Linked DNA regions of Danio rerio: region 1 is linked to region 2. A link is a contact called in public Micro-C data. All regions are on one chromosome and are shown on one strand. Each heading gives the region's core, a stretch centred on a gene start, on an enhancer-like site or on the middle of the called end of the contact. The rest is flanking DNA. Distances are from core to core; before and after follow the strand shown. Region 1 holds the start of ipo13b (importin 13b). Region 2 overlaps ipo13b (importin 13b).

Region 1 (3,034 bases), core at 515-3,014, 76 kb after region 2:
ATGATGCTGCCACCACAATGCTTCACTGTAGGGATGCTATTAGCCTGCTGATGAGCGGTGCCTGGTTTTCTCCCAACGTAACGCCTGGCATTCACTCCAAAGAGAGAATTTAGTTTCTTATGGTCTGAGAGTCCTTCAGATGCCTTTTGGCAAATTCCAGGCAATGGGTTATTGATCACCTCCCTAACTAAGGCCCTTCTCCTTTGATCACTTAGCTTAGGTGACCGGCCAGCTCTAGGAAGAGTCCTGGTGGTTAAATATCTTCCACTTACGCATGATGGAGGCTACTGTGCTCATTGGAACTTTCAGAGCAGCAGAAATGTTTCTGTATCCTTCCCCAGCCTTGTGCCTTGAGACAATCCTGCCTCAGAGGTCTACAGACAATTCCTTTGTCTTCGTGCTTGGTTTGTGCTTTGATATGCACTGCCAACCCTGGGACCTTATATAGACAGGTGTATGCCTTTTCAAATCATGTCCAATCAACTGAATTGACCACAGGTAAACTCCAATTCAGCTGCTAAAACATCTCAAGAATGATCAGTGGAAACAGAATGTACCTGAGCTCAATTTAGAGCTTCATGGCAAAGGCTGTGAATACTGATGTACATCTGATTTTTCAGCTTCTTTATTATTTATAAATTTGCAACAATTTCAAAAACTCTTTTTTCACATTGTCATTATGGGGTATTGTGTGCAGATGTTTGAGGAAATAAATGAATTTAATCTATTTTGGAAAAAAACTGTGACAAAAAAAATGTGGAAAAATTTAAACACTATGAATACTTTCTAGATTACAAACAATAAAAGACATAAACATATATAACTATAAATCATGCATGCCATCCTAGCTTAGGGATTGAACACATTGTAGTTGTAACTTCATGGTAGTGTAGTATTTGATAGATAGCTAAATAGGTTGATAGATACTTCATATTTTGCAAACTTTAATGAATTTAGATTCAACTCAAGTCAACACTACTTGATATTTTTTCTAAGAGTAACGTTACAAAGGTATTACATATCGCGGTTAATCGCATCCAAACTAAACGTTTGTTTTGACAATTTATTTACTGTGTGTACTGTGCATATTTATTATGGATATATAAATACACAAAACAATGTTTAAATTTATATATCAAATGTTTATATTTACATAGAAAGTTAATATGTGTGATACAAATTATATATACATGTACAAATATACATGTGACAAAGATGTTTGGGATGGTTTTGTTTCTATGTTTGTGTGTGTATCATATACATAATAAATAAATACAATACACGCACATATACATTAACGTTATGTCCAATCAAACTTTTATTTTGGATGTGATTAGCCTTAGCACAACACTGAAATGAAAGATAATAAACACATGTTTTACCTTCTCCACGTTTTCCACGGTGAAGTCTGCGGCTGTGTCCGAATCCATCTCCGTGTTTTTTATAACACACACCTCCTTTCGCTCTCTTGAACACAATGTCTTGTAGAAATCCTCTAGAATTATATAAATATGATGATAACGCTGAATGATATCACTGAGGTGAATCTGATTCGGCCGGGCGCGCGCGATCAGGCCGGTGCGCGCGATCTCATGTCTCTCATTCTCATATTTCACTCATGATTTAAAAAATAACCCTTCATATCTCAGATGACCGATGAAAATGATCATATGTCACAAAACTGTGTCCGCACGTTTCTGTCCGGTCCGCTCCCGGTGATCCGGTGTGCGCGCGTCCTCCCTCTACCCTTCTTTTCGGTATGACTGAACCGAATAAACGCTGCCCACATATCTGCCTGCATTAAAAAGGAGAGAGATTAAATAACAGTATTCATACATTTTTAAAAAAATGTACATATTTTTAAATTAAAATGTAGGCCTATTTATGTGTGTGAATGTTAAAAACGTGATTACTTTAATCATAAATGTGTTGTTGACTGTATTTATGCATGGTGGTTTAATCTAATTGATTGGTTGTCCCTTTGAAGAGCCTCAGATTTGATTTCCGATTGTTACTTTACGTTTTAAACCTTCAGAAGTGTGCTGATTTCATGTAAAATGCATCTCGTAGCACTTTAGCAAGTTCTTTATAATCAGGCTACATCCTTGTGATCCTAAATGGTCCTTAGCTTTGCATTATGGGAAATGTAGTTTTTAAGCACTAACGTTCATTTGCGATGTCACAGCGACTCTTTGTGGTACTTTGGACGTTTTGCAAGGATTTCGGTTTCTGAGAGTGTGCAATAGATGGAGTTCTCTTACAGTTATTATACATTTAGAGTCCATTTATTAAGCCTAAACAATACGTGTGTAAAATGTTTGGGTTGCTATTGAAATGTATTTTACTTTGTATTTTGAGACAATTCACGGAATTGCTAAGAAAAAAGTAATCAAATGTCTCACCTGTGTCCAAAGTCATTTATTCATTCATTAAGTTTGCCTATTTCATTAATTCATTAATTTTACTTCGGCTAAGTCCTTTTATTCATTAGCCCTTTTGCATCAGGCTTTTCACTCAGCGATGCAATGTCAGACTCAATGAACGCAATAGAGTGAGTGACGTCACTCTGACGGGTAGGGTTAGGGGTGGGGCTAGGTGAGCCCACTGAAAAGCATTGGATGCACCAGGTATGCATCCAGAACCCCTGGGAGCACCCGGAGGAAACCCATGCGAATGCAAGGAGAACATGCTAACTCCACACAGAAACGCCAATTGACCCAGCCGAGGCTTGAACCAGCAACCTTCTTGTTGTGAGGCGACAGCACTACCTACTGTTCCACTGCGTCACCTCAGGGGTTTATCTTTTGGGTTATTATAATAAAAAAAATTATGTTTTTTAGACAAAAGCAATTCAGAGTACTTGCAGAATCAAATATTTGAGAACTTAGTAGTGACCAAAATTGATTGGAAATTGGACAATATCAAAACACATGTCTCCTCTGCTTGTTTGCAGAAAGTACATGTCAATGTCCAAAAATTTAGAAACACTAGAATTTACTGCACTCTTAAAGACGTTGAGTTATTTATTTCACCC
Region 2 (3,340 bases), core at 456-2,955:
GTGTGTGTGTGTGCGCGTGTAATATAATATAATATATATATATATGGCGGAGGAAAATGTTTACTGACTTGCTTTACCAAAACAGCCCATATACATACAGTTGAAACCAGAAATTCACACACACTCAAAGAAAAAATTAACATAATAATTTTTTAAAAAAATGGTAAATATGATGGTAAATGGTAAATCATACCAAACATTTACTATTTTAGGTCGGTTAGGATTACCTAAGTGATTAACATTTGCTAAATGCCAGAATAATGAAATATTTTTTTTGAGAATTTTGTTATTATTTTCTAGACAGTCAAAAGTTTACAAACATTTCCTTGGTATTTTTTTAGCTTTGCTATTAAATTGTACAACTTTGGTCAGATGTTTTGGGTATCCTTCCACAAGCTTCTCACAATAGTTTGCAGGAATTTTGGTCCATTCCTCCTTGCAGAATTAGTGTAACTGAGTCAGATTTGTTGGCTGTCTTGCTCGCATAAGCTTTTTTAACTCCCAAAGATTTCTATAGGATTAAGATCAGGGCTTTGTGATGGCCACTCCAAAACATTCACTCTGTTGTCCTTAAAGCATATTTAAACTAATTTAAAGGCTCATTGTCTGTTTGTAAGACCCATTTGTGGCCAAGTTTTAATTTCCTGGCTGATGTCTTGAGATGTTGCTTCAGTATTTCTACATAATGTGCTTTCTTCATGATGCCGTCTATGCTGTGAAGTGGACCAGTCCCTCCTGCAGCAAAACAGCCTCACAACATGATGCTGCCGCCCACATACTTCACAGTTGGGATGGTGCTCCTAGGCTTGAAAGCTTTCCCCTTTGTCCTCCAAGTGTAACACTGGTCATTATGGCCAAACAGTTCAATCTTAGTTCCATCAGACCACAGGTCATGTCTCCAAAAATCAGTCTTTTTCCAGTGTAATTTAGCAAATGTGGCTTTTTTGTTGATTCTGGCTTGTTGATTTTCCCATGTTGTCACACAAGGAAGCAGTGTGTTTGAGGTTTACCTTAAATACTATTCTACAGTTGTGCCTCCAGTTAACTTAAATGTTGTCAATTAGCCAATCAGAAACTTCCAAAACCTGGACATCATCATCTGAGCTTTTTCAGAGGCAGAATGATCTTATTGTATGTAAACTGGACTTTCAAGAAAAGTTATAACAATTTCTCAAAAAATCTCTCTCATTATTCTGCTATTAAGCAGAACAGAAACAAATCTGATAATCCTAACTTACCTAAAAGAGAAAAAGTTTAGACACATTAACATCTGACTTTTTTTTTAAAAAATGGTCAAGTGCCTTTTTATACAGTGTATGCAAACTTCTGCTTTCAACTGTAAATCTGTTCTTATGTATTTTTAATACATTCTTGTCTAGTATATTTTGCTCTAATAAACACATTTATAGACACTGATTTACATTTCTGAGCTAAACGAGTATAAATTTACAAAAAAAATCTAAATATAGCACTGATTTTCTTTTTTAATGAAAAAAGAAAAAAAGCCCTACACCACAAAGCGCTAGCGCAAGCTCGCAGACTCGGTCGATATTAAATCAGCATGATTTTTTTTATTATTAAAAATATTTCATGAAGAAAATGTGAAGTGTACACTTTGTTCCTGTTTGCTTTGTGTGTTCTGATCAGTTTTCTCTAAGCGTGGCGATGCAGTGTGTTTGAGCAGCAGCAGGTGGCGCTCTATGAACACCGAGCAGCACTGCTGTTTACTAAGGCTGATGTAATGTCTTTCTGGGAACAAGCAGACGGGGAGGAAGAGAATGAAAAAGCAAAAGTCAAAAATAGAAATGCCGCACATGGAGAGAGGCCAGATACTGTATGAAGCCGAGTGGGAAATAAGAGGGAACTCGGGGTTTTGATTGTTTTGCATTTTGAACATTTTGAATTAAAGAAAATGCTGGAATATCTATTTTATTGATGTTTGGCATGTCCTTAGGATGGTCGACAGGGTGTTTAGGCATTGTTAAAAATGAGCTCACAGAGATATTCTGGTGTCTTGATGCTGGAAATCTGTGTTTTGTGTAAAATTTTACATTTTTATTCCAAAAAAATGACTTTAAAAAATGTATGTATATTTTGAGGTATGGATAATGTCTGTAGATAAAAATATGCGTTCATAAACTTAAGCTTCACTCTTTATATAATCTATAATATTTATTCTATAATATTTTGCTGATTCGTTTATAATATTCTAGAGGTATTTATTCTAGAATATTTTGGAATTATTCTATAATATTCTGGATGTTTATATAACTTTCTTTATATGTTCTGTATGATTTATTCTATGACATTTTGGAATTATTTTGTAATATTCTGTGTTTAACATTCTTTATATATTGTATATTATTTATTCTATAAATAGTTTTAAATTATTCTAAATGTATACTATAATAATTTTAATCATTATAATATTATTCCTATAATATTATTCTATTCAAATGTTAAGTGTTAATATCTAAGTGTTTATTTAATATTCTTTATATATTCTGTATTATTTATTCTATAATATTTGTAATTATTCTATAATATTCTATTTTACATTTTATATTATTTATTCCATACTATTCTATATATTTATTTAATATTCTTTATATATTATTATTTATCATTTACTTTTAAATGATTCTATACTATTAATACTATAATAACATGAATAATTATCATATTATTCCTATAATATAATTCTATTCATTGTATATTCTATATTATTTAATAGGTTTGATTTTAATATTATTTTAATAGGTTTATTTAATATTATTTGTATATTCTATATTATTTTTAACTATTCTATAATATTCTATGTTTATTTAATATTCTTTATATATTCTATAATAGTTATTCTATAAAGAATATTGTTGATTGTCGATAATATTGTGTGTATTTAATAGTCTATATATTCTATATTATTTATTATTTAATTTTTAAATTTTTCTATAATATTTGAATGTTTATATAATATTATTATATATTTTATAATATTTATTCTATAATAAATATCTTTGAATTCTTCGATAATATTCTTAATAATACTCTTTATATATTCTATATTATATATTTTTCATTTATCCTATATTTAATATAAGTATAATATACTTTGATTATGACATGAGTCATTTTTTAATACTGAAGAAAATACATTATATGTACATTTTTTGTTTATTTAATATTATTCGTATACTCTACATTATTTATTTTTTTACTTTTTAATTATTCTATAATATTTTAGATGTTTATATAATATTATTTTATATTGTATAATATTTATTCTATATTGAATATCTTTAAATTCTTTGATAATATTCTGTTTATTTAATATTCTTTA

Evidence for each region. Hi-C and Micro-C count contacts between places; a contact is called where the count stands out from the background.
Region 1: a Micro-C map of caudal fin shows a contact between it and region 2, with 12 times the contacts expected there. The contact joins the promoter of ipo13b here to the enhancer-like site in region 2. A contact is called at or near these places in 3 of 18 Hi-C or Micro-C datasets (caudal fin, hematopoietic stem cells and an unstated tissue).

The regions. Positions count from the first base shown.
Region 1 is chr20:51,595,689-51,598,722 of GRCz12tu, forward strand. It overlaps ipo13b (importin 13b), which reads right to left and starts at 1,765. Exons shown (of 21, transcript XM_002665780.8): 1 at 1,383-1,765. The coding sequence starts at 1,430.
Region 2 is chr20:51,519,281-51,522,620 of GRCz12tu, forward strand. All of the region lies in intron 11 of ipo13b (importin 13b), which reads right to left. Among named protein-coding and RNA genes, the nearest start is that of eva1aa, 48 kb to the left of the region's middle. Within about 2 kb of position 1,706, at least 13 of the 62 cell types and tissues checked have an H3K27ac peak or open chromatin away from gene starts, as enhancers often do. A contact at or near this core is called in caudal fin, where this site is marked.